Regions from separate parts of the Mus musculus genome. Here all the other regions are linked to region 1. Evidence: chromatin contacts called from public ChIA-PET, Hi-C and promoter capture Hi-C data. All regions are on one chromosome and are shown on one strand. Each heading gives the region's core, a stretch centred on a gene start, on an enhancer-like site or on the middle of the called end of the contact. The rest is flanking DNA. Distances are from core to core; before and after follow the strand shown. Region 1 holds the start of Ahcyl2 (S-adenosylhomocysteine hydrolase-like 2). Region 2 holds the start of Cep41 (centrosomal protein 41). Region 3 holds the start of Tmem209 (transmembrane protein 209). Region 4 holds the start of 1700012C14Rik (RIKEN cDNA 1700012C14 gene). Region 5 holds the start of Klhdc10 (kelch domain containing 10). Region 6 holds the start of Prrt4 (proline-rich transmembrane protein 4). Region 7 has its middle 42 kb from the start of 1700095J07Rik.

Region 1 (4,342 bases), core at 807-3,306:
TAAGATCCTACTGTAGGTACCAAGTTCTATGTGATGACCATAAACATTTTTAATCTTTAATCATAATTAGTACCCCCATTTTATTGGAGAAATTACCTTATAGACTTATTCAAAAGTTAAATCTGGGGAAGGGAGTACTATGTTCAAACTTAGGTCTGCACCTAAGTATAAACTTCACTCTAAAAGTAAATTGTTAAACATTTTACCCTTAAAAGAACTAAATTACAAACTTTAGGGAAAAAAAAAAAACAGTCACAAGAAAAAGATTTGGCCAAAGCTACAAACCATCTTAACAAGTGAGAAATAGGCTTTGGATTTCCTAATTTTGACCTAAGTACTTCCAGCACTAGCCCAGGCTGCATCTTTTAAGTGTAATTCCTCCATTTAACTATAATTGCATGGAGAGGGGAGGACAACACACCAAACTGCAAAGGACACAGCATGCCCTAAAGCACTGTTAAATTCCTTCAGTCTTGCCTCTGACATCATTTAGCACTACCAAATGAAAAAGTTAACTGCCCTAAGTCATGAGGTAATTACAACAAAATGTTTTGCTGGAGCCAAGGTTCACCTAAACTCTACATAGTAAACCCAATGTACACTTCATATCTTTTTTTACTGTTGTTCTGACGGAACAAAATGCACCCATTATAATGGGAAAAAACGTAAATCATTGTGTTCATACTGTTCCCAAGAAATGAAAGCCACATTTTTTTTTAGATGATCCACAGATCTTGTCTTTTACCTCTTGTGCTGACATCAATAAATGGGAGAAAAAACGAGGGGAGTGGGTAAAGGGTATAGCCAATATATAAATAATTCGGGGGTACCATCATTACACGTTTCTATTTATGAAGGAAGCCGACAGCCCCAAACGATTACTTTCCTCAAAGTAGCAAGCATTTCTTCCTAACACTTTCTGCTCACGATAAAGATATGAATAAAATAAGCATTCTCTTCAGGTACAATCTGGTAATCCTAGAGACCAGCCCTCTTCAGGGTGAATGAAGCATCTTTCCATTACCGGTCTACAATCGCAGTACAAGAGAATTGCAATGGCTAGAAAGGAAGGGCACAGATCAGTACTACCCTGTGGAGAGCTGTTGGCCACAGAAAGGCAGAAAGTCATCATCTGTACAGAAGCCAGGCAACTCAGAGGGTTTCCCGAGCTCTCATGAGAGAGAGCTAACTACAGCTTCCTCGTTCTCCAAGGAAAAAGATCTTGCTATCCTTATCGCTGGAGGGAAGGTTTTTCTATGCCACCGAACAGTCCGGAAAATTACACGCGGGAGTGTGCTGGAGGCGCCGGGTGTAGTAGTAGGTGCTTCTCCTCCCCCTGCCTCGTTCAAGTAGTAGTGAAGGGCGCTACCTCCATGTTATTAGTAAAGTACGCCCGTGGTACCTAGAGGCTTCGCTTCGCAGCGGAGCACCGGGTGGCGGCCGCTCTAAGAGCGGGTTCAAGGGTGGGAGAAGACTCTCGGCTCCACGATCTAGAGGGTGTGGAACCGGGTGCCGCCGTGCCCTGAAGGGCCGCCACTCCCGTGCCCGCCCTCCCCGCCTCTCCGAGAAGCGAGGCAGCCCGACCCCAGTACCTTCTTGACCGTGCGCGGCGCCTCGGTGACCGTGCCGTCGGGGCTGACCAAGGCCTCGCCGCCGTCGCGATGCCGCTGGTGCTGGTGATGAGGGTCGCTCCGCTTCATGGCGGACGCTTGAGGGACCTTCCCGGCCGCAGGGCTCAGAGCCGCGGTGGGCCCCGAGCCCGGGCCGGGGGCCGGGGGCCGCTCCGCCGCGGGAGCCGGAGCTGGAGCCTCTGGGTCCCCGCCACCCGCTGGGGGTACCATGGCGCCCACGGCCGCCGCGCTCAGTCCCAACTGGGGCTCCGCCTCGGAGGGGCTCAGATCCTTCAGCTCCACCTCAGGCACCTTGGCGGCTGCCGCTGCTGACACAACCTGCACCGACATCACCGCCTCCACTGCAACCGCCGACTCTGACTCTCGCACCAGCTCCCACTCGGCCCCGCCTCCCGCCTCCCTTCCCCTTCCCTCCCCCATACCCCCACTCCTCCCCTCCATCGCCTCCGCTCCCACCCCCTTCCTCCGCCCGCCCGCTCGCTCGCCGCCAGCCCGGCCTCTCGAGCCTCGCCCCACCCCTGTCTGACTCACGCGCGAGGCGCCACAGAACCTGTAGTGCGCTTGCTCCGGGTTGCACGCGACTAGAAGACCGTGGGACCTCAGCAACCAACTTGCACTGCGCTCGCCTCGCGGGGGGGTGGGTGGGGGATAGGCCGCAGAGTCCCCTGGGAGTTGTAGTCCTTTCGTCCCTCCTCCGGAAAGTAGTTTTTGATGGAGAGGGAACTCCCAGGACAGCGACTAACAGAAAAGTATAAAAACGGATGACGCGACGGAATAGATGAGGAGAATGTCTCCAGAGGGGTTGTGGTTTCCGGAAAGGAATGCCAGAAACCCCAGGGAAAGTGGGGGGCAAGAATGACTCGCTCCCCTGACGGCGTGAATTTCCTCCGGAGTGTGCGCATGTGTGCTATCACGTGGGCGGCCTTTAAAGGAAAAGCGGCAGGTCAGGTGAGATGAATTCCGGCTCCAGGCTAGAAGGCATGGGGTTTCTCCATTCCGTTCCGAGCCTTTCTTCAGTGGGTTGGTTTCTAGAAGAAAAGAAATAAGCCATTTCCTGCTGTCATGCTTTCTGGCGTACTCTTGAATTAAGTAACTAAAATCAAATCCCCAAAGAAAGAAATCTCGTCAGGGTATGGTGGAGTACGCAGTAATAATTTGAACATCTGAAGTGTATGCGTCACCAGTGATAATAGTTCGAGGCCAGCTGAGCTATGAAGCAAGGCCCTGTCTTTAAAAAAAAAAAAAAAAAAGTTAATTCTACCGCACACATGTAATTAAAGGACCAGAAAAGAACTGGGAATCTACCCTGGGCCCTCTAAATGAGCAACAAATTCAATTAACTTTTGACCAGATCACCAGCTGCCAGTTTTATTTTTAATAACAAAAATAAAATAAAATTGCGTACCATTTGGTCATAGTGGTAAGCCCAACACTCAGGAGACAGAGACCTGAGAATCAGAAATGTGTTGAGGTTAGCTTTGACTGCTTAGCCAAAGCCTGTCACAAAAAGAAGAAACTTACCTGAAAGTAATGTTCTACTGATGATAGAATTTTTTTTCTTTTAAGAAGAGTTCTCCAATAGTCTTTTAATGATAAAAGGAAATAAATGCTTATAATTTTAAAAATCAGACTAAAAGCCAGGCGGTGGTGGCATAAGCCTTTAATCCCAGCACTTGGGAGGCAGAGGCAGGCAGCCTGGTCTACAGAGCAATTTCCAGGACAGCCAGGACTACACAGAGATACCCTGGCGGGGAAGGGGAAGGGGCATATAACAACATCAAGATGGCTTATCAGTTAAGAGCATCTGCTGCTCTTCCAGAGGTCTGGAGTTCAAGTCCCAGCAACCACATGGTGGCTCACAACCAACTATAGTGGTGATCTGATGCCCTCTTCTGACCTGCAGATGTACAAGCAGTTAGAGCACACATATACATTACAGAAAGAGGGAGGAAGGAAGTTAGACTAAAAAGTAGGAGACAACACCATACTTTCTAGGGATTTGAGAGTTGGCTCAAAATTTATGAGCCCTTGCTGTAATTTGTTCCCAACAACTACATTGGGCAACTCACAACCACCTGCAACTCCAGCTCCAGGGGGTGTGACACCCTCTTGTCCTACAGACACACACATATGCATAAGCTTAAAAATTATTTTAGTTGCACATTCTTTAAATTTTTATGTGAATATTACCTAAAGGGGGAAAAGGGCACTAAGATGTGGTTGACTTTTAGCATATTATGAGGTAGGCTTTTTTATTCCTAAAGAAACTGAGGCAAAGAGGATTATGGTTTGTGGCTGTTCAAAAAGTGACTGCAGCCCTAACAGCTCCCTTGGACTACCGGCCAGCTTGTCATTGGAAAAGCTACTTTTTTCTAAGCAAGAATAAGACAGAGACAAACGGGGGCTGGTGAGATGGCTCAGTGGGTAAGAGCACCCGACTGCTCTTCCGAAGGTCCAGAGTTCAAATCCCAGCAACCACAAGGTGGCTCATAACCATCCGTAACAAGATCTGGCGCCCTCTTCTGGAGTGTCTGAAGACAGCTACAGTGTACTTACATATAATAATAAATAAATCTTTAAAAAAATTGTCCTTAAAAAAAAAAAAAAAAAAAGACAGAGACAAACGGAGAAATCGCCTGCTTGAGTTCCTGTCATGATCCTTCTAGTACCGTGGAAGTCTCTTCATGTGGGAGCTTTAGGAGCTGTCATTT
Region 2 (4,342 bases), core at 733-3,232, 930 kb before region 1:
GTTGTTGAGCTACATTGTATTGTTGATCTGCATTTGTTCGGACACAGTAGAGAAAAATGCACCAAAAAAAACCCTTCTGGTGGTGTGCTGCAGTTTGTTGCGGCTTCCAAGGACTGGGGCTGACTGGATGCCTGTGCTTTAGGCAAGCGTCCTGCTGAGGTAAGACGTGTGCTGAGGCAAGGCACGTGGAGGACACTTGATGTGTGAAAGGCATAAATGGGACTCCAAGGAATGACGGAGACAGAGCCCGGCTTGCTCATACAGTTAGCTGTGCAACACTGGTGGGTCTCGGTGGTCTTTGCTGGCCTTCACTTTCCTGAGAGAGGCACAACAGAGAACTTCTCCTTGGGTTCCCGATGGTCCCTCCTGCTGACTCAAGTTGAGGCTGGGGCCAGGCTGTCTCTGCTAGGTCTTGTCACCACTGTTGCTAAGCCAACTTTACCGAACTGGACCCCTGGTGTATCCGTGAGGTATTTGCAACTAGATCAAGCTGCCGCTGCCTGCTAACCTGTGAATTGAACTGCCGATTTCCAGACAACACTGAGTTGCTCCAAAGAACCTTTCTAAACAGGTCCATTTCCCACATATCCTTTCTTTTCTACTACCTCTGGTGGGGTGGTGGGCTACAAGGAAGGTTAAAGCATTTAAGAACCATCGTTAATAATAGGATTTGAAAAAAAAATTAAAGCTAGAGTTACTCCAACTCCAAGCTGCACAGGGGTTCGCTATGCAAAGATGTGATAAATACACCCTATCTACTCCCTTCTAACCTTTGCAGCCCCCAATCCTTCATTCTAATAGAATGATGAGTGGGAATTTTAGAAGGGTTAAAGACTAGACATGGTAAAGGGATTTAAGATAAACCTTGGTAGGTATTAAACACTAAACACAGTACAAGGGGCAGTTAGGACAATAGTCCAAGATCCTGGAGGTCCAGTCTGAATGACTTGATCCAAGATACGGCCCTAAGAGCAGGTTCCTGAAGTTGCTATGAGGCACGACAGGGTATGAGAGACCACGTTGTTGACTAGGTCATCTGCGTAGACCCTGCCATAGTTCACATGGATGTTGTTATTAACACAGAGCTAGCCAGTATGAACAAACCAATGGAACCTTTCTCTATTCCTGGAAAAAAAAACGACTTAGAGCACAGGACAAAGGGTTACTGTGCTGTTTCTTCCCTGTAAAATGAAATAGTAATTTTGATGGATTTGGTGGGACATTTAGGAGCCAAGTCAAACTGTGTGGGTAATTGTTTTGTAAAGGTGCTAGGACTTAATTTTCAGATCTGGAATGAGAACAGGTGGTGGTTGGTGGCAGGAGTTACAATGGTTTCCATGACAACGGGATCGGATTTTAGTCATCTTTCCCATCCTCCACAAAACATACTGCCGCTTTCTTCATAAGGTGCTTATTAAATACTTGTTAAATGAATGATGAACCACTGAACGGTGTGTGCTCTTTGCAATTAAGGTTGCTGTTCTTTCGCTAGACTAAAAGCTTTTAGAGCAACAATAATTACTGTGTTTACTTATGATATTTTGCATAATTTGCATAATAACTTAAGACCTGAACATAATAAACTATGCACTCTCGTTCCAGTTGAACATCCCTGGCCCAAATCATGTCCTTTGCCGTGGAAGAAGTAGCCCCGATGTTTGGTTAGAAAGACTTTACAAAGGGTTGGGGGGACCTGTGGTGAATTTGTGTTCTCTCTCCAGCCTGAGGCCAGACCCTCCCCCCCCCCCCCTTCTCAGGTCTGCGCAGGCGCCGGAGCCCCTCCCCCTTCCTTCCCGCGCTCAGGCAGGAGCTGGGCGCCAGGATCCAAGCTGCGCTAGCGGGCGTCCCGCGTTGCCCTTGGCAACCATTGAGCAGCTTTTTTTGCTCTCCCCGCCCGGGCCGAAGCAGTAAACGGAGCTTCTATTGGCTGGCCTGGGCAGCCGAGCCAATCGGAAGAGAGGTTACAGGGAGGCGGCTGAGTGGGGGCTGGAGGGGGGTAGGAAGCTAGATTAGTAGCCAGACGTGAGGCTAGAACCCCGAGCGTGGTCGGTTGGAGCAAATATGTCTGCCCGGAGGCACATTGGGAATCCTGAGGTGAGGGCCAGGTCCGGACCCGAGAGCCGGAGGGGGCGGGCGCACCGGAAAAGGCGCCACGTGGGCAGGGACGAACAGCCGGCCACTTCCGCCGCCCGGAAGGCGGGAAGTGGCCAGCGTGAGGAGGGGGCCGAGCGCAGGGCCTGGGGCGGGGCAGGCCGAGGCTCCACGTCAGTGGCACCCGCCGGTGCCGGGCGTGCTCGCCCCACAAAGACCCACCGGACACCGACGTTCGAGGCTTGGAGGAGCCAAGTACATAAAGACACAGCCCCTGCCCTCAAAGAGTTTACAGTCTAGGAGTGACACCTGCAAACAAAGTAAAAATCAAAGACCCCCAAAACATGGAAGGAGGTGAAGGGGCCCATCACTTCTGAGTTGGGGTACCCCAGGCCAAGCCGCCCTTGCAAAGGGAGCAAAATAGGGCCCTTTGTTCTCCTTTACCCTCAGTGCCCTTGTGCATTTGTAGCAGTTTAATGTCACCCAGTGTTATTTGACCCTTACCAAACAAGTAACCAGACCTACAAAGAGAACGACAGAGTCTCTACAGTAGAGTTCAGTCTAGTGATGGAAATTGGTGAGCTTCGGGAGAGAGATGGAGGAGGAAAGACAGCACTCAAGCTGAGAGAAGGAGGGGCGTTCTTGAGCTGAAAAGGCCCCAACCCATCAAGGCCACTCGTGAGTCAGGTGAAGAGCTTGCTAGAACAGCCTGTGTAAAGCCAAGGAGAGCTTCAACTCCGACCAAGTCCCAGTAGGAGTCTACAGAACAAAAGGCAATTTGAGAGGGGCCTTCTGCACCTTCATAGCAAACACCAGTTGTAGGTCTTGGATTTCTTGTTGAATGCCTGGTGTCGGAAACTGTGGCATGTGTATTGGAGTGCCATGATAGTAATGTCTGTTATTTTGGTGGGGTTTTTTGTTTGTTTGGTTGTTTTTTGTTGTTGTTGTTTGGTTGGTTGGTTGTCTCTGAGACAGTCTCACTATGTAGCTCCAGCTGTCCTGGAACTCACTATGTGGACTAGGCTGGCCTCAAACTTAAAGAGATCCACCTGCCTCTGCCTCATAGATACTGGAATTTAAAGGCATGTGCCGCCACTACTAAACCTTGATAGTGATGTGTAAATATTACACAGTGTCACTTACATTTGGAGTCTAAAGTCCAACTCAGTGAAGTAGAAATTAGAATAATGGTCACCAGAAGTTAGGGATATAGCGTCTGGGACAAAGAGATGCTGGTCGCAGGGTAGAAAGTTTGTTAGGAGAACTAAACTTTTGAGATGGCACAGGAGATGACACAGCAGGGTGACTAAAATATAAATTTAATGTACATCTCAGATTAGCCAAGAGAACATTCCAAACCTCTCCTCACAACAAGGGAGGTAATGACGATATTTACTAACTTAATAATTGCACAGTGTGTGCATGTCAACCTTTTTTTCCTAGAAATAAATTATGTTTTGTCAACTAAAATAATATCAATATTAGATGCCTGTGATGGGGTGGGCTGGGTAGTTCAAGATTGGGAATACCATTATCCTGCCTACTGGTCAGCACGCAAGAAGCTTCTAAGGAGTTTTAGTCATGTGCTCAGACTTGCATTTTAGGCACCATCATAGCCACACTGTGGTGGATGGAGTTGGACAGGCTGTGTCGAGGAGCGGAGACATTGATGAGGTGGTTATGTTGCCATATGTCTGAACTGATGCTAGGAAGTCGGGGCAGAATGAAAGAGAACTATTAGGTGTAAAACCCACCATCAAGCATGATCGCCCTTGAGAGAGGGCATCAAGGCAGATGACTTCCATCCCCAGCTGGGACCATTCATGGGCTCTCCTGAAGGAAGCCGGAAATATAGGACAAAGAGTCCGTCAGAAGAGGAAGGATGTAAACACTTGCTGTCTTTACTGCCTTCTTTGAGTGGAGGGCCACTTCCAGGAATTCTTGAGAAAGAATGCATATGTGTTTTTGTACCCAAAATATCCTATCTAAAACTGTCTCCATTCTACATTCTTATTCTTCTTTTTTTTCCCCTGAGTGTGTGGCTGAAGATAGATTTCATGGTTGGAAAACAACATCTTGAAAACATTGTGCTGTGACCCAGCAGCCAGTGTGTCTGTAGAAAAATCCAAAGCCATCCTGTTGCTTTGTGACTTGTTGTTCCTTTCAGGAAGCTTCATTTTGTTCCCTGTGTTAGAACATTTCACAAAGGATTCCTTGTTATGGCCTGTTCTCATTCACTTTGATAAACACC
Region 3 (4,342 bases), core at 1,048-3,547, 740 kb before region 1:
GGTTTTCACCAGTCTCTCTCTCTTTTTCAATGTGTACCACACCATTGTAAATTAACACACACAGTTCTAGTGCCTTCCAGACCACACTGAGTGTTCCCTAAACTTTAATGTTGACACCTTCAGTCCCATCTTGTATTTGGAGATAAGGCCAGAAAAGAGTATTGAAGAGAGAGAGCAGTAGGTAAAGGCGTATGATGCCAAGGCATGCGGCCTGCATTCGATCCTTGGGGCCCACGAGGTGGAAGCAGAATATTGACTCCACACCCTCAGTATGGCACATGTGCACTCACATGTAGGCACAACCACACACAAAATAAATGTCTCTTTAGAAAATTCCTCAAGAGCTCAAAGATGGTTCAATCAGGCCATGAGGATGGAGCCTTAATCTTACTGTAGTCTCAAGGAAGATGAAAGGACACCAAGAATTCACCAACCCAGGGGAAAGGCCACCAGAGAGAATAAGATGAAGCCACATAGACAAGCCAACACCACCTGTCTCAGAAGAAACCAGCCCTCCTCACATTCTGGTCTTAGATTCCATCTTCCCAAACCCTGTGTGGGAACAAAGTCTGGTGTTTTGGGGTTTTTTTTAAAGTACTGCCTAACTTTTTCTTTTGAAGGAGGCACTGGTGTTCTGGGATATTTGGTTATGATAACTCTAATAATACATAATGGTAACTATCAACTTCAGTGTGGCAAGTGTTTTTTAAGCCCCGGAAGAAATACACATTAGTTTATGGGTTACATTAAGAGAAAGAGATAGAGCCGGGCGTGGTAGCGCACGCCTTTGATCCCAGCACTCGGGAGGCAGAGGCAGGAGGATTTCTGTGTTCGAGGCCAACCTGGTCTAAAAGTGAGTTCCAGGACAGCCTGGGCTATACAGAGAAACTCTGCCTCGAAAAAAAACAAAAAAAGAGCAAGAGATAGAGAGGGAGGGAGCGGGAGAGAGAGGGAGAGGGAGAGGGAGGGAGAGACAGAAAGACAGAGAGACAGAGAGACAGAGAGAAACCACACCAAGGGCTGGTGAGATGGCTCAGCAAGTAGGAGCACTGACTACTCTTCTGAGGGTCCTAAGTTCAAATCCCAGCAACTGCATGGTGGCTCACAACCACCTATACTGAGATCCGACGTCCTCTCCTGGTGTGTCAGAAGACAGCTACATTGTACTTATGTACAATAATAAATAAATCTTTGGGCCTTTTTAGATAGACTTACATGTGGAGAAATGAGCTGTCATTTTGGATTTGACTGTATACTGACAGAATTGAACCTGTTCTCTTGGAACAATTGTCAAGTTAGTTCATCTCCAAATCTATGTCCAGATCCAAACATTGTACTAAGACAATATAAACATGATTTTAAAAAAAACCTAAAAACCTATTAGCTCTTTAAGAGCATACACTATGCACTACCACAATGAAACTTCATTTTCTTCTGTTTAATCTTGATATTTAGTTACTATCTTGAGACAATGTCATTATGGCTAGCTTTGGAACTCCAGAGGCACTTGCCCCCGCCTCTCGATTGCTGGGATTAAAGGCATGTATGTACCAAGGCCTGGCTGGCACACTTCTCCAGGCACTGGCTACGCTGGCCACTAGTTGGGCCAGTGCTGCCACTCCCAAGAAAGCTCTTCCAGAGTTGGACTTGCTTCCCTGTCCTCACCTGCAGGACACAGGCAAAGCTCTTTAGAACAATAGCCAGGAAGCCAAGCCCCCATCCCTGCCTCGTACTCCACACATGGCGTATTGTCAGAACTTGCACTAGCTACTAAGGAAAACCACTCACCTCCCTGGTGACTCTTTTCTCAGTTCTTTCAAAGAACATTCAGGGCAAAGGTGGGGTTTTGTTTGTTTGTTTGTTTTTAACCCCAAAACCACCACTAACTTCAATAGAACGTTCCAGTTTTTCTTCCTAATGCTGCATCCTCATAAGGTGGATATTTGAGAATTTACATTGGGTCAAACCAATTGAGGGAGAAAACACTTCAAAAGAGGAAAAATGCTTTGTCATTGCTGAGTGTGTCTAACACATCAGGCATGCTTGTATCCTACCAATTAGCCGTAGGGGGCCCTAGATAAAGCTACAATTAGTAATATCCAAACTTCAGCTTGCTACAATCATTACTTTTTACTAAGTGTTCAGAATCTGGTCTGAATTTTGCAGCTCAGCCTTTTCCTGCAGCTAAGTAGGAGGCACAAATCCGAGGGCGTTCCCCTGGCAACGATCGCGGCTCGGGTCCTTCTGCCCCACCCCTCTCCCTCTCGCGAGAAGAGAGGGCCCGGTTCTTCCGGTAACTGTAGCCCGGCTTGCCCGCCGCCGCCGCCTTAGTCTTGCCTCTGCGCATGTGCAGTAGGGAGTGGCGCGAGTCCACGGCTTCCTGCTGAAGAACATGGTGCGTTTGGGGGGGTTGTCTTGTGCTTCCTGGACATGGAGTCCGTGCTGTTCCCTCAGAGTTCCAAACCTAAAGTTGTGCCTGAGGTTCAGCCAGGGGATGATGTAGCTAGGAATCTTGCCACTTGTAGTGCAAGGGAAGAAAGACACATGAAGGATAATTATAAAGCTCGTACTGAGGTAGCCAGGGAGGGAAGCTCTCCGAGGAGAGTTTTGGCGCGGGGCAGGAAGGCGGGAAGGATGCTAATGTGCTCTAGAATATGACTCCCGGGAGCTGCCCTCTCAGTGATTGCAGAGCTGAGCCTAGCGAGACAAAGGAGATGACAGTTTTAGTAACCCAAACTGAACGCACGTGTTCCCGTTCCCGTCTCTCTCTTGACTCTTCACGTGAATAGTACCCGTCCACCCCGTGAGAAAAGCTTTACAATTTCATCACCAAAAGGAGATGCTAAGCCTGTATCACTCCATGGTCAAGGTTAGGGTCTGACACAGTAATGACAAAAGTTGATATCTGGTGTCTCTTCATCTAGATGTAGTAACTCGAAGCAGAGACAAAAGAACTCTTTGCGAACTTAATAACAAACCATTACATTATGTAGCAAAACATTTTAATTTATTGGAACCATTAGCTTCTCTGAAATAACCAGCAAGTTCCCTGCTGATTTTTCTGTGGTACCTAAGAAGATATTTCAGGGTTGTGTATACTAATATTAAAGTTTCATATACTAATATTAAAGGGGAAAGTTGGGGAGAAATTTTAAAGAAGAGAAAAGTTGGGGGGGGGAGCAGTTACTTTACAACAGACATTTTTGATTTCTTAAGAGTAGTTTCTTTTCATTTCAGGCTGTTTTGTTTTTTTGTTTTTTGTTTTGCCTTTGAATAGATGCAAGGAGACGTAAGCCCCAATCCTTCCCTTATTGACAGAACCATCAAGATGAGAAAAGAAACAGAAACTAGGAAAGTGGTTTTAGCTTGGGGACTCCTAAATGTATCCATGGCTGGAATGATATATACTGAAATGTAAGTTAATCAGCCCATAAGTGAAAATTTTAACTATTGTTGGCTGGCACTGTGGCTTTTTATATTTGTTTTGGTTTTAAGTGTTTGGTTGGTTTGTGGTGGGCGTGTTATTTATTTATTTAAATAACTGGAAAGCCTTTCTAATCTTTTCAGGACTGGAAAGTTAATCAGTACATATTATAATGTGACATACTGGCCCCTCTGGTATATCGGTAAGTAATTTCCACTATAATTTAGATTTACTACATATGAAAACTTGCTTGTAAATTTAATTCAGCTTAGTATTCATTCTTTTATTCAGACAAATGAGTTCTTACTCAGTTTCCCAAAGTCATGAGTCTAGTGAAGGAACGAGGTAACCCCTTTTATGGAAAGAACATTCTAGTAGGAGGCTGAGTCAGAAGGATTACTTCAAGTCTGAGGCCAGCCTGGGATAAATTGCAGAACCCTGTCTCAAAAACAAACAACAACAAAAACACACCAAAATAGAAGCCAGGTATGGCAGAATATCTAGTCCCGGTACTTGGGAGGGAGAAGGAATCAGACATGGAGGCCAGCCTGGCACCTGAGACCACCTCTCTAAGGTCAAAGCTATAAACAATACCGAGTTGGGAAGTTAGGAGTCCTACCACGAAAAATAAAGCATGGGAGGGGGGTAAGGTTCACCTTTGCCACACCTGAAAACCCTCTGCTTCAGGATTACATCAGAGTCATCCTTGGGATATAAAGAGCCCTGGAGAGCCTGGAAGTGGTAGCACACACCTTTAATCACAGCGTTCAGGAGGCAGAGGCAGATAGATCTCTGAGTTTAAAGTCAGCCTGGTCTATACAGAGAAAGCCTGTCTTGGGGTGAAGGGGTTTCTATCATCCAGGAATAGAGAGATGACTCAGAGGTTAAGAGCACTATGACTTTTGCACAGTACCAGGT
Region 4 (4,342 bases), core at 747-3,246, 690 kb before region 1:
GTCACAGCTGCCGAGGCTCCCTGTCGGAAAGAAGAGATGTGCAGTTCTTAGAGGTCTTAGAAGAGGCCTTCTAGTCGTGCCTCTTCTCCCCACCCCCAGCAGCTCCTCCCAGTGCCCAGAAGGCAGAAGGCAGAGGCAGAGAGAAGATGCTTGGGCTGTTGTCTTCCTCTGCTATGCCCGACGGGCAGGGTCCTGGGCCTCAGGCTGACTTGAATCACTCCAATCCTACTTTAGATGTTATCAACCATGCCTCCTACAGCCTGGCTGCAGTGACCCAGCCTATCTATCTGAGTGCAGCATCCCCTTCTACTGTTCGCTTCTTTCCTACATAGTGGCTACACACTGGATCCCTCTGCGGGCCTCACTGGAAGTGTGTCACATTGCTCTGCAGCTTGTAGGAGGTAGCAGGCACCACAGGCCTCTACAGATTGCAGGACAGGTGGAGGGCCCCCGCCTTCTGAACCCAGGCCCCTAGCTATCCAGCTAGCTGAAAGTGTTTATTGAACACCTACTTTGTTCCAGGCTCTAAGGACTATGGAATGAACAAGATAGAGTCAGCTCCTGTCCTCCTGATGGTGGAACAAACAGGCAGTAAACTCTATGACCATGGGGGAGATGGGAAGGGGACAGAGCCGGTAGAAGGGTCAGGGCAAAGGCCTTGGAGTCTTCCTAGTGGGACCCTAGCTTTGACTCTTCCTCACTGAGATGATATTTGAATAGAGAACCGGAGATGGAGGACAGACCCACAGAAACGCAGGAGGAAGAGCGAGCCACTGGTGCCAAGGCCCCCAACAACACACTTCATCATCCAAGGAGCGGCACCATGGCTGGACTAAAGGGAGCATCGTGGCAAGACACCAAGGTCAGGTAGCTTTGGAATCCCCACGCCATGGAAAGAGCTGAGATGTGGCCTTTCTGGGCATCTTACAAGGAAAACGCGTCCATCTGTTGCCTTGTTCTGGTCTGAAAGGTATCTCCCCCCCCCCCAGCCCCCCCCCCCCCGACAGATCAGGTGCTTCCACTGGCTCCAGGGAAAGGCTCCGGAGCTGGGATTTCCAAATCTTGGAAGCCTCACTGCCAGGAGTCACCGTGTGGCCTGAGGAAACCAAGATACCTCATACAGATTCCACATAGTCCCTGTCTCTACTGCTGCGTCCCTGGGGTCAGAAGAAGACCAACCCATAGCTTCTGTCTTTTTTCTCCTGGCCGGGCTATTCAGATGATAGCTAAAGACAAGGCAAGCTGCCTTATCTTCCCCAAGCCGGGACAGAAGGAGTTTATGAGGACGCTGATAGGAACCCTGAGAGGCTACTGGCCCTCTCAGGGTGCTCCTCAGAAAAGTCTCAGTGTGTGGTAATTATCTGGTTAGTGAGGACTTCAGCTGACCTCTGAAGAGTGACAGGACAGTCCTCCTCCTTCAGGAGATGGTGACCCACACCCATCAACCCATGCTGGGGTTACTCTGTTCTTCTCATGGTGCCACACAGGAGCTGGGCCAGTCTGGAGGAGAAAGGATGCTGGAGCCTTACTCTCAGGGGAGGAGCGCTCTCTTAGCTCACTCTCCAAGAACTGGGTGGGGAGTCTTTCAGACAGAACCTGTCTTTGGCCCTGAGTCTCATCCTGGTGACTGAGCCGGGCTTATCCCCGTGGCTTAGCAGAGCGAGCGGCCATGGAAGCTTTTCTGGACTGGGCTAGCAAGGCGTGAGGGTTTAAGCATGTGCCCGGAGAGCTCTGGCACCTGTTTGATACTTCCCAGGTTGATGGTGGCATTTCTGGTGTGAATCCAGCCCCTGGAGTATCCAGGTCCCGGGCTCCATCTGCCACCTCACTTGAGGGTGCCAGGCCCCTCACCTCTCCTACTCCAGGCCCACATCACCTTCCAGAATAACCCCCATCAGGAACGCGGCTAGGATCTTTCCTCCCTGTTGCTTTTCCAGTGAGGCCTCTTTTCCCCTTCATACAAGCACTTCCGAGAGAGCCAAATCGACCGCCCTCTAGGTTGCCATGGAAACAGAGCTTTCTTTCCTCCCTCCTGTTTACCTTGGTCAGGGGACTGCGACAAAAAGCAGCCTGTCGCAGGAGGAGAAGGGAGGGCGGGGGAGAGCGGAGGGAGAATCAGCTTGCCTTAAACCAGATCATTCCGGTTTGGAGTGGTTCTCTCCCCCGCAGCCCTAGGCCCCTCTTGCCACACTGGGCTGTGGAAGGCAGGGAGGGAGGGAGGATCCTCATCCTGCGAAGCTTTAGTGGAGAAGGTCCTACACCCGTGGTACCCCGTCCTAATTCCAAGTGGACCTGTCTCCCTCAAGGCCAGAGTTTGGCCTCCAGTGCATCCTCTGGAGGTGCTGCCCCAGGGTGACTGCTGTGCTCAGGTTGGCTCCCCACCCCAGGATAAAGAGATGGGAGCTGAAGGCCAGGCCTTGCTCTGTATATGTACTCTTGAGTGCCCTGGCCAAAGTGGCCTCACCCTATTTACCAAAAAGATCATTGTCGTAGCCTCGAACTTAAAATTTCCCAACTAACTGCCTTGGAGCGCGATTATATATCAGTGCCTTCTGAGCACCGCCTCTCCTCGCCCTAACTTTCCAAGTCTCCTGCAGTTTTTCTGGTTTCTTTCGTAGGCTTCCTCCCCTTCCAGAAGCCACCAGGAGGTGGTGGGTGCTGTCCCTGAAAAGCTTTCTAGCTCTTTGTGCTCCTCTGAGCCTTGAGCTAAAGTACTCTATTCTCAGTACCTGATTCCTCTAACCGGTTTGCTGGGTAGAAGCCCTGCCTCCGGGTGCTATCAGCCTGAATACAAGGTTGTGCCCCGGTGGCATCCCAGCCGGTTGCGTACCCACTAGATGCACAGTTAGCGTGGGCACCGGCCGCTGCTAGTCGCGGTGCCCACGACCAGGACCAGCGCTGCTCGCCAGGGGGCGGCAGAGAACCCACCCTGGGCAGCTTCTCCGCGAAGCACGAGGCCATTTTACATTCGAAAAATCCTGACCTGGCTCCGCATCTATGTGGACACTGGGAGCTTTGCCGGGACAAGTGACTGGCGGTGGCACCTGGGGGACTTGGCGCTCGCTTCCAGAGCAGCTTCCCGTCCCAGGCACAGGCTTCATCGTGCTGCACTGCGGCTCCGCGGAGCCCCGCCCACCTGGGGAAGGGTCTGGTCCTTTATCGGTGCAGTGAGAGTTCTTACCAAGGAGACCCTTCCTCTGGCATTGGGAGAGCTGGTAACTCCCTTGGCAAGAACACTTTGGTGGCCCTTGGCTTATCCTCCCGCATCCCAACACAATGTTTTTGTTTGGTTTCTGATTTTGTTTTAAGAAGCCCTGGTTGGCCTGAAACTCAGTGTATATAGACCAGGCTAGCCTCAAACTCACAGGTCCACCTGCCTCCGCCGAAATGCTGGGATGAAAAAACGAGGGTGCACCACCACGCCGGCTCCAGCACAAATTAGCTAAGCAGAAAGTGGACAGAGTGACGCCTGACTGCAGCACGTGGCAGATATGGCTCTGCTACCCTGCAGGGAGAGAAAGTGGGCCTTGCAGTCTTAGAACCTTCTGAGGCCCAGACTCTTGGTAGCTTTAGTGAGATGGTTCATAAAAGATGAACTGATCTGCCCGTCCCTTCTGAGGTGACACACACTGACACTTGATGTATTTCACAGATGCAACCGCTGTGAGGATCCTGGCTTGGTGTTGAGTGCCAAGAATAGTAAGTGGCCAGCGTGTGCCGCTGTCTGTGTCCTCTCTTCACCAACCCTAGAGCTGGGCTGAGGAGCCAAACTGGACAGGCCCTTCCCGCCTGCCTGGCTGCTGCCTGAGCCGAGCCGAGAGACCTCATTTCTGTGTGTCAGGCTGGGCTGTCCCAACCTTGGTGAATCAGAATATGGCTAATCTGCAGGGTCTCCTGGGAATAAGGTCCACCCCCGCCCACCTCTTTTCACCCAACTATGGAGAAGAAAAAGAGGTACAATAATACTCTTGCTTGATGTTATAAAGGGACAAGATAGCAAGGAACACATTTCCCGCAACACAATAAGACACTTAGAACAACAGATTGCTTTTTTCCCCAAACCTTCTCCCCCTTCATTTGTTCCTCTCTAGAGCTGGCTCTTAAAGGTTCCCAGATACCAGTCAGGCTGCGTGTGAACGAGTGGGGAACTTCACAGTTGTATCCTTTGAATCATTCCAACTACAGACTTAGTGAGAAAAGCTATTTTCACACTATCTAGAAAGACAAGTTGTTTGGTTTCTGTTTTGTAAGGAGAGGGAGATGCCAGCAGTTCAGCCCAGGCCTCCCTCGAATGTCACAGGCTAGGCAGGTTTGCTGCCACCTAGCTATATCCCCAGCCTCC
Region 5 (4,342 bases), core at 464-2,963, 630 kb before region 1:
TATGACCAAAGACTTAAAAGATTGCAGGCAGAGAGCAAACTGGGAATAGTCCTTGCCAAGGGATTTATCTTCTAGGCTTAGTAATGCAGAAAACCTAGGGTTTTGTTGTTAACTGATGATAACAAAAAAAAATGTCTCCTTTTTTCTTGTTAAACATCACATATTTAGCAATTCCAGAATACCAGTCTGATACTGTTTATTCAAATCCAATTTATGGTATATTTGATTATTTACAAATGTCTCAATTTTATTTTAATGGCATGAACAAATGGGTTAATGAACATTTCTGGCACACATCAAAAACCATATCACAAATATTAGTAATTATCTCTCTGAATAAGTAAAATCCCCTTTGTTATCTTTAAATTAATCAACTGATTTTTTTTACCACCTAGAAGAACAAGTCACAATAGTAAACACAATTCAGAAACAATCAGGTTCTCAAAACATCTAAACAAATATACCACTGATACAATCAACTTAACACTAGTCACACATACACAAAAAAACATGGCGAAGGTCTAGTACATCATTCCTGACAATTCTCTTCACGGTGAAAAAAAAAAAAAAACACGACTGCCCAATAAAATGATTTAGCATTCTGTGCATGATTTAATTCTCTACCTTTTAACAGACTGAAAATTTGTAAACGTACGCTTTTTACAACTGTTTACACACATACCTACATGACTTTGTTTTGTTTTTTTTAAAACATGTGAACTCAAAGACCATGAAATTTTTAGCAGTAGGTATATTTTTCCAATTTTCAGTTTTGATACCGGGATCACATCCTTTCGTTTCTTTATATTCATGATCTTCATTTCCCCCTTTTAAAATCTAGTCACCATTACCCATTCTGTCTCTGTACATCCCCAAATATTACTGATTCAACCATTTCCCTTAATCTTTTTTATTTTCTTTCCCATATACTCCCTAGCCAACACACACACACATACATACATACACACACACACTTTCACATGCTCATTCCATTTCAAAATATCCAACTCTGACACAGTTGGTTGGCTTTTTTTTTTTCCTTTCAAACAAAATCACTTCTATATTGCTCTCCTCTCCTTAATTTGGCACTCCTTTTGAAATAATTTTCCACAGTTAAACACCAATGTCTTTCTTTCACAACATCCATCCGCGGAAGAGGAAAAGATTAAGAACCGGGCAAGCGAAACATTTGGGAATGTCAAAGAGACAGCGGCCTCTCGGTCGGGAGGAAAATACAACTCTCCTCCCCGAGCTGTCGACACAGCGAGACTTCTCTTCGGCGTGCTCCGGTTCCCCTCCTGACCTCAACGCCACCTTCCTGCTGCTCTGCTTCCCTGTCCTCCCTCGGCTGTGTGTCCGAGGGGCAGCAGAGCCCGGCGACCGCCACCTTCTCGCCGGCAGCGGCCCCACCACTCACCTGGCAGGTGCGGCCGTCCCGAGAGCTGCACGAATCGGTTGAGCTGTCCGGTGCCCCGACCCCCGCCGGCCGCGCCGGCCCCGCTAACCCCGCTGGCCCCGCCGGCCGCGCCTCCTCCCCGCCGGCGGTTCCGGTCCCAGCCCTGGGCAGCCGACATGGCCCGCTAACGATTGCCGCAGCCCGGTCCCGGCAAGCCCCTGCCCCGGCAGCGCGAGCCGAGCCTCCTTCCCGGGCTCCTCAAGAGACCCGGGAGACGGGGGCCGGGGTAGCGCCGGGCTCTCCAGCAACCAATGGCTGGCCGCCTTGGTGACAGTGGACCAATGGGCAGTCTCTTTCTTGGCAGGTGGAGGGAGGCGGGGAGAGACGTGGTAACCATAGCTATAGCTAAAAGAGATGGGGGGAGAAAAGGCGTAAGCAGACGCTCAGAGAGCGCATCGATTCCCGGAGCTCGCCCGCTTCTCCGGGATGCTGGGGGCTCAGACCAGATAGTCGAAGACCGAGCGGGGAGGCTACGCCAGAGGAGACTCCCAAGCAGGGTCGCTGCCTCAGCATGGTCGATACTCCGGAATTCTGTCCCATAAGCACTGCATTTAGAAACATCATAGGTACACAATGCATGTACTTGGTGTTGGTACATCTGTCTGCAGTTCTGCAAACTGAGCCCCGGTCTGCGGACTGTTGCCACACACAAAGGGCTCACGGGAGGTGGGGGCAGGGGGAGGAGTCAGATGAAATCTAAAAAACTCCTGGCTTTCATCATTTGTTTTGTCTCACGGTGGCACTGCCGGGACCCTTCCCCTGCAAAAGCCACGTCAAGAGCAAACAGCTTTAAACCCGATTAGCAAATACCGAAAACTGTTCGATATTAGAGTAATCATAGAAACACAAGTGAAAATTTCAATAAGAAAATCTTTCAGGCATCAGTGAAGATCTTTATTTAAACACGCGGCTTGTGTATGCCTGCCAAGAAAAAAACAATAGAAAAAGATACTCTCTTAGATGACACACGATCAAGTAAATGTTTTACTCACACACACACACACAAACAATCCACCTCAATTGTCTTACAATATACACAGTTAACGATAGAAAATGGAACGGACGATGTGATTTTAAAATGTAAATATCAGAAATTCCCATCGTTTCAAAATTAAACCGAAAATTTGGCTTTGAAGTTGGGGAGGCGCAGTGCACAGTGGGAAAATGCAGATACACATTGCTGTTTCCAAATAAGGAAAAAAAACATAAATTTCTCAAGGGAAACAAAACCTTTCAAGATCTAATCTGATGGACTGCTGACCCCCTTGATGTTTCACACATGAGAACCTCACATGTTGGATTTTTTTTTTTTTTAAGGAGTGGGGTGGAGAAGGAGAAAGTGCTGAGACCAGAAGTCTCCTTTGATCTCAGTGAGCAAATTTCATGTCGTCATGAAATTTTGGTTTTTTGTCTCCACACCCAGTTTCTGTAGGAAAAGAAGTATTTTTATCCATTATGCATTATGATACAGTTTATTGAAATGTTTGACATCTGATAAAAAGAAAACCCATGGAGCTGGGGATGAAGGTAGCTCAGTTGCTTAAAATACTTGTCTAGCACCAAAGGTACAGTCTCCTGCCACAGTATAAAACTCAGCATGGTGACACACTCTTGTAATCCCCAACCGAGGATGGTGGCAGAAAGATCAGGCATTCAAATCCAGCCCCACTCAGATAGATACATTACAAGTTCAAGGCCAACCTTAGCGGCATAAAATCCAGACTCAACAACAACAAAAACAAACAAACAAACAAACAAACCCAGGACCACCAAGAGCTAGAAGGATGTATGCAGAGCACTGGCTGGTCGTCCAGAGGACCTTGGTTCGATTCCTAGGACTTACAGAGCAGCTCTCAACCATCTGTAAGTCCAAATTCAGGATCAGACGCTCTGTTATGACCTCCTCTGGGTGCTGGGCATGCAAGTGATGTACAGACAGACATAAGGGCAGGCAAAACACCCAGATATATTAAATTAAATTAAATTTAAGAAAAAAGGCTGGACCAAACAGAAGCCTAGCGTGATGGTGCTTGCCTGTCTCCCCAGCCCAACACCTCACTGGCAGAAGTAGGAGGCCCATAAATTCAAGTGCCTTGGCTATATAATGAGTTTAGAGCCACTCTGTGATTTATGAGACTGTCCCCAGCCGCTCCCCAAAACCAAAGTCTGTGATCCTAAAACAGGAGAAAAAAAAAACCCCTAATGAGTTAATTTTTCTAAAGAATTGTACTCCCCCAGCTGGAGGGATGACCCAGCAGCTAAAAGCACTGGCCACTCTTCGAGAAGACCTGGATTTGATTCCCAGTACCCACATGGTAACTTACAACCACCTGTAACTCCAGTCCCAAAGAGTCGAATTCCCTCTTCTGGTGTCAATGGTACCAGGCACACATAAGGTACACAGACATACATGCAAACAAAACACTCATATATACATTTTTTTAAAAATGAATTGTACCAACTGAACAACCTGATTCTAATATAAGGAAATATCCTTTTTAAAGGTTTATTCATTTAATTTAAGCATACAAGTACACTGTAGCTGTCTCCAGACACACCAGAAGAGGACACTGGATCCCATTAGATTATGAGCCACCATGTGATTTCTGGAAATTGAACTCAGGACCTCTGGAAGAGCAGTCAGTGCTCTTTAATCACTAAGCCATCTCTCCAGAGCCAAGAAATGTTGTCTTTCTAGGAGAATTCTGTATAAACAAGGAATGGTAGGATACCACCATTTTGCCACCCCTAATGAATTAAGAGAACTTCCCGTTGAATGTCTGCAATCACTAGCATCACATGACAGTATAACATGATCATGTTGAAGGCTTAAGGGCACTGGGGGCAGGGGGAGCAATGAGGGCCAATAAAATGGCTCATTGGGTA
Region 6 (4,342 bases), core at 1,082-3,581, 590 kb after region 1:
TCAGTTCAGAGGATGCCCGAGGCTCTGCCAGTGTAGCACATCTTCTTCTCAAAGGAAAATCCCACAGGTCCTGCTGGTTATGGGATGGATGGCCCGCTTCCTGGTGGTTTGGAGTTAGGGAAGAGACCTAGGAGTTGAACTGTGCTTTGATTGGTCTTTCCTTTAGCCTATGCTCCCACGGTTCCTGAGGCATTTGGATTGCCAGCTTCTGAGAACAGTGTGATGTAAATCAACTTGACTCTGAGCTTCCTTTCTGCCAGGTGGAGACAGCTTTTTGCTCTGGGTGGCTAAGTCAGTCACTGTGCCCCTGCCAGCCATCCTGCATCAAAGGCCCTGTTGCTCGAGCCCCTTCCTGCTCTCCCCATCCCTGAAGAGTTATCAATTGACTCTGAGGTCTTCTTAATAACATTTTAATAGGGTTTTGGGAGGGAGTAAAATTAGAGGTATGAATTCAGCCACCATCTTAACCGAGAGTCCTGACTTCCCCTTTTCAATATCTTTGTAAAAATATCATTCTTGGGAATAAGCCTGCTTTGTCATGGAAGATTGCAATTTTAATGTGCTGGGATATGTTTATTTCTGCCTTTCCACTTAGAAGTCTTTAAATGAACATGATTAGCAAGAAATGAGGCTTTCTACGAGGGAGATTCAAAGAAAATGTCTCCGGTGGGATAGCGTTTATAAAACATATGAAAAAAAATTAGAGTCTGAATCCTAACACACTGCCTCTAGGCAGCCCCCAGTGGCCTGGGGAGAAGGGCAGAGTAGTGGTTTCCTTTAGGGACTCCTAGAGCACGGCTTTCCCAGTGTTTTGTTTGGAGACTCAGGATAAATCCCAGATTCACAGTCGGACTCTGAGAGCTTGGTGGGAGACCCAATTTGATCTTGAATCTATTGGTGGCATGAGTTCTGTGATCCAAAAATGAGTCTCAGATGCCTTTCTGAATTGCAACACATTGCCTGCTCTTCCCCTGACCAAAATATTATGCTATGTCTCTGCTTTCTGGGGCAGGACTAGCTCACTTTTGTCTACCTGTCTACTGAGGCTGGTTATCAGGTAGCCTGAGCTGGCCTCAAAAATCCCTCCATGGCCAACAACAGCAGTCTTGAACTTGGATCCTTTTGCCTTTACCACCTGAAGGGTGATGCTGGGTTTTTGTCTTCACACCCAGCAAAATGGGCAAGTCTTTTGCAGTTTGGTCTGTCAGCCTTTCTGTCTGTCTGGTTGGTTGGTTGGAGTTGTTTGTTTGTTTGAGAGAGTATCAATTTGTGAGTGTGACTGATCTCAAACTTTCAATCTTTCTGCCTCTGCCTGCCAAGTGACAGAATTAAAGACATTTCCCTCCCTCCCTCTCTCCCTCCCTCCGTGTGTGTGTGTGTGTGTGTGTGTGCGCGCGCGCGCGCGAGCGCCCGCATGTGCGCCCGCACGCACGTTTCTATCAAATTCACCGTTTTGGAAGAAAGAAAACATGAAGGGATTTAGAGACTCCAGACTAACAAACAAGCCACACTTTTTTTTTTTTTTTTTTTTTTTTTTCGAGACAGGGTTTCTCTGTATAACCCTGGCTGTCCTGGAACTCACTTTGTAGACCAGGATGGCCTCGAACTCAGAAATCCGCCTGCCTCAGCCTCCAACAAGCCACACTTAATCCTGTCAGTCAACAATACAGCCTTTAGATAGTGCAGCAGGCTTAGCGACTGCTCAGTACTCTTAGCTAGCAGTGCCATGAGGCTGGCTGGGTGCTCTTTCTTTGTTTCTATGTTCTTCTACCACGTCTTATTGGAGACAAATTGTGATCCACCTCGCACACCAGCTTGTCTCACTATTCTCTCCCACAGATATTTCTGAAGCTGAGTATTTTGGAGAGATTTTAGCAAAAGGAGACGCTATGAATGGGGATTGACATTTGGCAGTTGGCCTGCGAAGAAGCGTAGGAGGCCTTCCTCGGTGGTTGTATGTTTGCAAACCACCAGGTGGTGAAGAAGGCAAGCAGAAAGACTGAGTTCAAGTCTCCGCCAAACTGAGCAATCTTAAGCAATTTGATAAGTTCTGGGGACTTATCTATCTCTAAAATGGGAACACATTTGTTCCCATTGTTGTAAGGGAGAGCAGTAAGTCTTTATCCAGGGTTCAACGGAGTGGATTTTGATTGCTTGGGATACTAACCTATGCCAGACTACTGTTGCATGTGTGCACGTACTTGTGTGCGTGTGAATGTGTGTGTGTGCGCGCGCGCGCCCAGTGCCCTCGCCTGAGGGTGTTTCTCGGGAATGGCGTGCTTGTGGGTGTGTGCGTTGGGCTGTCCTCCGAGCCTGTGGCTGCCAGCGCCAGGCTGAGAACGAGGCACCGACTCTCCCGCAGCTGATTGGCAGCGCTGGGTGAATGAGTGCGCGTGGGGCCGGAGCAGCGAGGTGGCCGTGGCTCCGCGCTGATGTGCGCGCCCGCCTGCCGGCCCGGGTAGGGGCGGACCGCGAACAGCGGGCGGGCTAGGAGGAGGGAGAGGAGGGAGGGCGCGGGAGGCAGCGGGGAGGGCTGCAAGAAGCCCGGCAGCTGCGGGGCCCGGGCGCGGGCGCTGGGCCGGGGAGCCGGGCTCACAGCCAGGAGGCGGCGCCGCGGGGAGGGAGCGGAGTGCGGATCGCGAGCGCAGCCCGGCCGCCCGCCGCCTGCTAAGAGCGCTGCGGGTCGCAGACCCAGCCGGGGACAGACCGGCAGCTGCTGCGATCGCCCGGCAAGCCAAAGGGAATCCGGGGACTCTGAGCTCGAGTCCCGGCTTTGGGCGCAACGGAGAACAGGCTAGACTCGCCGAGCCTTGCCCTGCTGGGGCCCCCTGAGCCAGGGTGCCCCTTCTCCCGGGGGTTGGCCCCGGGGACTCGCCCGAGCGAGAGAAGCAGGTCCGTCGGTCTGGACTGGGGAAGCGGGAGTGTGGTGTGCGCACGCGCGTGTGCTTGTGTGCCTGCGAGGGGTGGGTGTGTAAGGGGCGTGAGATGGGGTTGATAGAAATGATGGTGTGTGGTGTATATGTACAGTGTGTTAGGATTGTGTGTGTTGCTGACTGCATATGCAGAGAGAGAGAGAGAGAGAGAGAGAGAGAGAGAGAGAGAGAGAGAGAGAGAGAGAGAGCGAGCCTACGTAGGAGGGAAAGGGGCGCATCAGGGTGGAGTGTGTATATGTGCAGGAGTGTGTGAAGGGTGCGTGGGTGAGTGTGTCACGGGTGCTAGGTGCGGCTGTGTGTGTGTGTGTGTGTGATGTAAGGGTACTGGGTGCACGTGTGTCCCTGGTTCATTCTCCCTTCCCCCACCAGATGTGTTCTGGGGAGGGGGGTAGCCTTTCTGCAGCTGCTGCCCCTTACCGAGCTTGCCTGCCTGACCTCCTTTCCTACGGAGCCAGAAAGGGTTAATGGTCCCTCCCTCAAAAACTCCTGAGGTCATGGGGAGGGTAGCTGCAGGCCAAACCCCTAGAAAGAGGGGAAAGGCTCCGGAGAGCCTCTGCTAGGCCCGGGACCCTGCTTCGCTGGCTGTATGGCCTTGCAGGTCAGATCACTCAGGCTTGTGACCTGCCCTTTCTGAGGGCCTTGTGCACCAGTGGTTTCTTGCTGGGTCTGGAGGTGGGGATCAGGAGCGAACCGGAAGGGTCTGCATTCTTTACCACTGTATTACTGGGACGATGCTTGATATACAGTGGGCCTCAGTAGATATTTGAGAGATGGGGGGTGGGGGATGGAGAAAGCTGGGTAGAGGGGTGGGTGAGGAGGGAGGGAATCTGCCTCTGGGAGGTTAAGTTGATTCCCTCTGTTCTGGCTCAGGATGAGGCTCCTGCTTGTAGTCAGACTTCTGGTCAGACATCAGGCCCCCTTGTGGGAAGGCTGGGTGTGCATGGCGGTAGTGTGTGCAGGGAAGAGATTTGCCCTGGAGCCTGCAGGTAGTGGAGAGGGGGCTGGCAAGAAGAGTTGCCATGCCTCTTTTAGGCAGAACACGTTGCCTGTGTTCCTGCACCTGCTTCTCTGTGATTAGAGCCATTGCCTGGGGCATCTGATCCGGGAAGAGGCGGGTGGAGGCCTTGACTCCCAGCACTTCTCCCTCTAGGACCCCTGAGCTGCTGAAGAAGTGAGCTCCCTGCCCACCCGCGTTGCTGAGCCAGGTGGGGCCATGGCAGGCCGCAGCTGCCTGGAGCTGGGGCTGTTCTGCTGGGTCCTGCTTGCCGTACCTGTGGGTCCACAGCCTGCTTCCTCTGTACCAGGTGCCCCTCTTACTACTCTGACCCCACCACCTCAGAGTGAGGCCTCTATGCTCTCTCTCAACCTGGGGCTAAACTTCAAATTCCATCTCCGGGGACCTGCTGCTG
Region 7 (4,342 bases), core at 940-3,439, 580 kb before region 1:
TGGCACAGGGTTTAGTCCAGGTTGACATGCCACATTTAGTTGTAACTAGTTAAGCCTAGGTTGACATGCCACATTTAGTTGTAACTAGTTATTTAGTCTCCCCTGAGCCTGTTTCTCATTCACTTTTCTTGTTATTCTAGACATGTGATCTTATAAAAGTTTATTTTTGTTTAGTTTTGTTTTTGTTTTTTCCGAGACAGGGTTTCTCTGTATAGCCCTGGCTGTCCTGAAACTCACTCTGTAGACCAGGCTGGCCTCGAACTCAGAAATCCGTCTGTCTCTGCCTCCCGAGTGCTGGAATTAAAGGCGTACACCACCACGCCCAGCAATTTTTTTATTTTTACTTGTATATGTATGGGTGTTTTGTCTGCATGTGTCTGTGGACTACATGTGTGCCTGGCACCTTAGGATCCCAGAGTTACAGATTGTGCCACGTGGGTCCTGGGAACTGACTCTAGGTCATCTAGAAGAGCTGCCAGAACTCTTAGCACTAAACCATTGTCCCATCTCTCATATGGCCTTTTATAAACGCCAGTTGAAAGCATGTTCCCAGATTGGATATGTATGTATGGTATTTCCTGGTGATTAGACCCTAAGTATATTTTTTCTTATTTTGTTTTCACACACACACACACACACACATATATATATATATATACATATACATATACATATACATACACACACAGAAACACACACATATATATATACATGTGTATTTGTGCTCACCTGTATTCAGGTACCTGAAGAGACCTGAAGAAGGAATGGGATCCCCTGGAGCCAGAGTTACAGGAAGTTGTGAGTCACCCAGCCTGGTGCTGGGAACAGAATTCAGGTTCTCTGGAAAGGCAGCAGCTGTTTTTCACATCTGAACCATCTCTCTAGCCCTTCAACAGGGTTTCTCTGTGACCCCTGGCTGTCCTGGGACTCACTCTATAGACCAGGGTGGCCTGGAACTCCGAGAGATCCATGTGTGTCATCACTGCTGGACAAACAAGCACTTTTGTTGTTTTTTTGAGACAAGGTGTCAGGGAGTCAAAGTCAACATGTAACAAAGGCTGACCCTGAGCCTCCTTCCTGCTGCTCCTCACTTCCCAAATGCTGAGATTACAGACAAGTATGTAATCCTGGCTCACCACTGATGTTGTAGTCAATTAAAAAAATTATTTATTTGTGTGTGTGCAGGTATAAGATCAGAGGATTATTTATAAGAGTTAGTCCTCTCGTAGCTTGTGAGTTCCAGGAATTAAAAGCAGGCCATCAGGCAGGGCAGCAAGCACCTTTTACTGGCTGAGCCAGCTCATTGGTCCTTTTGGTTTTCTTTGTTCTGTTTTTGAGACAGAATCTTGCTATCTAGCTCTGTGTGGTCTGGCACCTACAGTGGTTCCGCCTGCCTCTGCCTTTCTCTTGCTGCGATCACGTGAAGGTGTGAACCTCCATGCCCAGCTAGATTACATTGTTGACTGAAATATTCAATAAGTAACAACATAGCCTGCATGAGATTCCACACACAGAGACACATAGTATCTTTTAATGAGACAGTCTTTGTTCTGTCACCATCTTGCCCTGATCACACCTACTCTGCTCTGATCTTAGAAGCTAAGCAGGGTCCACACTGGATAGTACTCAAATGGGAGACATAGATTTTGTTCTCTTGGTTAAGATGTCTAATCTCTTTTCCCTGTTATTATCTGCCCTTTTGTGATTATGAGTAATTTGTGGCAAATTAGTTTGAGTCTACATGAGTGTCCCATTTCTCACGTGGGCCCCCTCCCTGATTCTGCATCCAATGACCTGGATCAATTTTTCCTAAGATGTGTCTTTGTTGCTACTATTACCTGTGGCCCAAAGCTTTCATACCAACATATCTTATAAAATGTTTGTTATGAAAAATATGCAGCCTGGTCCTTTTAAAACAGAGCTCAGACGATGTTTTTGGGATCTCAACTATGGCTAGGGAGGGGCTTGGCCTCCACGTGAATGGTAGCATTAGCTGTGGCTTTCTTGCTGGCTGCAGGCCCGGGACCTTGTGACAGACAGGACTAGAACACACCGAGGCTTCCCAGTGAAAACCTTGGCACCCTCTCACGAGCTCTGTTCTTTGTGTTCTCACATGTTCTAGCCCAGGCTTGTATGGCTCACCACCCTTTCTCACAGATTCCTGGATGTTTCCACCTGGACATCCTGTTGTCACCTCAAACTTAGCAGAAGCCACATCCCATTTTCTGTCTAGGTTGTCATAGTTACAATGGTTACAAAGACTGGAAGCCTCAGCGATAACTTTTATATACCCACTGAGTCATCTCTCCAGCCTTCTTTTCTTTTCTTTTTCTTTCTTTTTTTTTTTTTTTTTTTTTTTTTTCAGCAGGATCTCACTGGATCCTGGTGTGGTTAGCCAGGAACTCTCAATCCTCCTGCCTCAGCATCCCCAGTACTGGGATTGTCTGTTTTGTTTTAACAGCTTTTAGGAGATGGCTGATCTTCCCAAACACACTCAGCAGAGCTTTGATCTAGTGACTTTTTTTTTTTTTTTTTTTTTGAGACAGGGTTTCTCTGTAGACTCACTCTGGAACTCACTCTGTAGACCAGGCTGGCCTCGAACTCAGAAATCTGCCTGCCTCTGCCTCCCAAGTGCTGGGATTAAAGACATGCGCCACCACACCCAGCTGATCTAGTGACTTTTAAACGTCCCTTTGTGTCCCACTCCCTATTTCATTGGTGACCATCCCTTCGGGACTCAGCACCACTCCCAACTTCAAAGCAGCTCACAGTTCTGAAATCTATAGGATTTCCTTTCAATGATGAAGGCACAATTATTTTCTGCTCACATGTCAGCTGACAATGCTAGTCTACGACAATGGTCAAAAAAAAAAAAAAATGTGGACTCTGGGGCTGGGCATTATGTCTGTGATCCCAGCTCAGAAGGCTGAGTCAGGAGGATTGTCATAAGTTCAGGGCCAGCTTGAGCTACATAGTAAGTATCGGGCCAGCCAAGACATCTTCTTTAAAAAATAAATAAATAAAAATAAAGAGAGTGAGACTATGCCGGGGCCTAGCAAACACAGAAGTGGATGCTCACAGTCAGCTAATGGATGGATCACAGGGCTCCCAATGGAGGAGCTAGAGAAAGTACCCAAGGAGCTAAAGGGATCTGCAACCCTATAGGTGGAACAACAATATGAACTAACCAGTACCCCGGAGCTCTTGACTCTAGCTGCATATGTATCAAAAGATGGCCTAGTCGGCCATCACTGGAAAGAGAGGCCCATTGGACACACAAACTTTATATGCCCCAGTACAGGGGATCGCCAGGGCCAAAAAGGGGGAGTGGGTGGGTAGGGGAGTGGGGGTGGGTGGGTATGGGGGACTTTTGGTATAGCATTGGAAATGTAAATGAGCTAAATACCTAATAAAAAATGGAAAAAAAAAAGAGATTGAAAAAAAAATGGAATGCCACTCCCAACTGGGTGTGTGTTGGAGGCCTTCCTTAAAAAAAAAAATAAAAAATAAAAAATAAAGAGAGTGGTCTCTGGTATCAACATCTCTGACATCAATTCTGGTTTTGCTCTTCGTTACTCTGTGACTTTCAGTGAATGACTAAACTCTCCGTACCTCATCCATAAAATGAGGATTAATATTATTCATCTGATCAAGTTTGATGTGATAACTAAGTGATTTAAAACAGAAGGTACTTAAGCACATGACCTAGAAATTCTGTTTTCAAGTATGTACCCAAAAGAATCGAATCCCTAGTTCTTGGGAGACCCAGGCAGGGTGATTGTGAGTTCGAGGCTAGCCTGAACTGCAGAGTGAGACCTTGTCTCTTAGGAACACTCAAACATGGTGAGACACCTCTACAAGTCTCAGAATTCAGGAGGTAGAGGAAGGAGGATCTGTTTAAGATCATCCTTGCCATACAGTAAATTGGAGACCATTCTGTGTTAATGAAAGAAATGAAACAAATTTCGAGCCTGATGCAGACTAGGTAGGAAAACCTGCCAATCAAAAGAAGCCAGACATGATTTTTTTTTTTTTTTTCTGAGACAGGGTCTCACTCTGACTAACCCTGGCTGGCCTGGAATTAAGAGAGGTCTGCCTACCTTTGCCTCCTGAGCGCTAGCATTAAAGGTGTGAGTGAATACAGGTAGCCCCACAAATGTCAATGTGTATGACTGTGATTCCATTTATTTGAAGGAAGGAGGAAGGAAGGGAGAGGGAGAGAGAGACAGAGAGGGAGGGAAGAAGAGTAGGATAGAAAGAGAGAGGGAGATGGAGGAAGGGAGGGAAGGATGGGTGGGTGGAGAGAGAGAGAGAGAGAGAGAGAGAGAGAGAGAACTCCTGA

The links. Promoter capture Hi-C pulls out the DNA fragments that hold promoters and counts their contacts. A called contact is a pair of places that touch in the nucleus more often than the background predicts. ChIA-PET counts read pairs in DNA pulled down with a chosen protein or histone mark.
Region 2: a promoter capture Hi-C map of pre-B cells shows a contact between it and region 1, with 2.6 times the contacts expected there. The contact joins the promoter of Cep41 here to the promoter of Ahcyl2 in region 1. A contact is called at or near these places in 2 of 39 promoter capture datasets (liver and pre-B cells).
Region 3: a contact with region 1 is called in a Hi-C map of CD8 T cells, with 4 times the contacts expected there. The contact joins the promoter of Tmem209 here to the promoter of Ahcyl2 in region 1. A contact is called at or near these places in 1 of 39 promoter capture datasets (pre-B cells), 4 of 484 Hi-C or Micro-C datasets (CD4 T cells, CD8 T cells, embryonic stem cells and 1 more), 2 of 115 datasets of contacts at active chromatin or transcription factors (embryonic stem cells and pancreatic cancer cells) and 2 of 9 other capture datasets (liver and pancreatic islet).
Region 4: a promoter capture Hi-C map of pre-B cells shows a contact between it and region 1, with 2.7 times the contacts expected there. The contact joins the promoter of 1700012C14Rik here to the promoter of Ahcyl2 in region 1. A contact is called at or near these places in 1 of 39 promoter capture datasets (pre-B cells) and 1 of 115 datasets of contacts at active chromatin or transcription factors (bone marrow-derived macrophages).
Region 5: a contact with region 1 is called in a Hi-C map of uterus, with 5 times the contacts expected there. The contact joins the promoter of Klhdc10 here to the promoter of Ahcyl2 in region 1. A contact is called at or near these places in 2 of 39 promoter capture datasets (both in embryonic stem cells), 3 of 484 Hi-C or Micro-C datasets (CD4 T cells, muscle stem cells and uterus), 8 of 115 datasets of contacts at active chromatin or transcription factors (astrocytes, cardiomyocytes, embryonic basal ganglia and 5 more) and 1 of 9 other capture datasets (liver).
Region 6: a Hi-C map of CD4 T cells shows a contact between it and region 1, with 4 times the contacts expected there. The contact joins the promoter of Prrt4 here to the promoter of Ahcyl2 in region 1.
Region 7: a contact with region 1 is called in an RNA polymerase II ChIA-PET map of memory CD8 T cells, with 12 read pairs. The contact joins the enhancer-like site here to the promoter of Ahcyl2 in region 1. A contact is called at or near these places in 6 of 39 promoter capture datasets (the C10 cell line, cranial neural crest, embryonic stem cells and 3 more), 4 of 15 datasets of contacts at CTCF or cohesin (embryonic stem cells, large pre-B cells, pro-B cells and 1 more), 27 of 484 Hi-C or Micro-C datasets (the Ba/F3 cell line, the C2C12 cell line, CD4 T cells and 9 more), 18 of 115 datasets of contacts at active chromatin or transcription factors (astrocytes, bone marrow-derived macrophages, embryonic forebrain and 10 more) and 2 of 9 other capture datasets (embryonic stem cells and liver).

What each region holds. Positions count from the first base shown.
Region 1 is chr6:29,766,157-29,770,498 of GRCm38.p6, reverse strand. Ahcyl2 (S-adenosylhomocysteine hydrolase-like 2) reads right to left here and starts at 2,056. Exons shown (of 17, transcript NM_001171000.2): 1 at 1,593-2,056. The coding sequence starts at 1,961.
Region 2 is chr6:30,691,389-30,695,730 of GRCm38.p6, reverse strand. Cep41 (centrosomal protein 41) reads left to right here and starts at 1,982. Exons shown (of 11, transcript NM_031998.3): 1 at 1,982-2,094. The coding sequence starts at 2,062.
Region 3 is chr6:30,507,738-30,512,079 of GRCm38.p6, reverse strand. It overlaps Tmem209 (transmembrane protein 209), which reads left to right and starts at 2,297. Exons shown (of 15, transcript NM_178625.4): 1 at 2,297-2,395; 2 at 3,278-3,414; 3 at 3,568-3,626. The coding sequence starts at 2,393. It also overlaps a transcript of Ssmem1 not described here.
Region 4 is chr6:30,458,639-30,462,980 of GRCm38.p6, reverse strand. It overlaps 1700012C14Rik (RIKEN cDNA 1700012C14 gene), which reads right to left and starts at 1,996. Exons shown (of 2, transcript NR_131049.1): 1 at 1,852-1,996; 2 at 1-20.
Region 5 is chr6:30,399,226-30,403,567 of GRCm38.p6, reverse strand. Klhdc10 (kelch domain containing 10) reads right to left here and starts at 1,713. Exons shown (of 10, transcript NM_029742.3): 1 at 1,418-1,713. The coding sequence starts at 1,574.
Region 6 is chr6:29,177,573-29,181,914 of GRCm38.p6, reverse strand. Prrt4 (proline-rich transmembrane protein 4) reads left to right here and starts at 2,331. Exons shown (of 5, transcript NM_001101443.1): 1 at 2,331-2,458; 2 at 4,084-4,342. The coding sequence starts at 4,147.
Region 7 is chr6:30,344,673-30,349,014 of GRCm38.p6, reverse strand. No RefSeq gene overlaps it. Among named protein-coding and RNA genes, the nearest start is that of 1700095J07Rik, 42 kb to the right of the region's middle. Within about 2 kb of position 2,189, at least 68 of the 459 cell types and tissues checked have an H3K27ac peak or open chromatin away from gene starts, as enhancers often do. A contact at or near this core is called in the Ba/F3 cell line, the C2C12 cell line, CD8 T cells and 5 more, where this site is marked.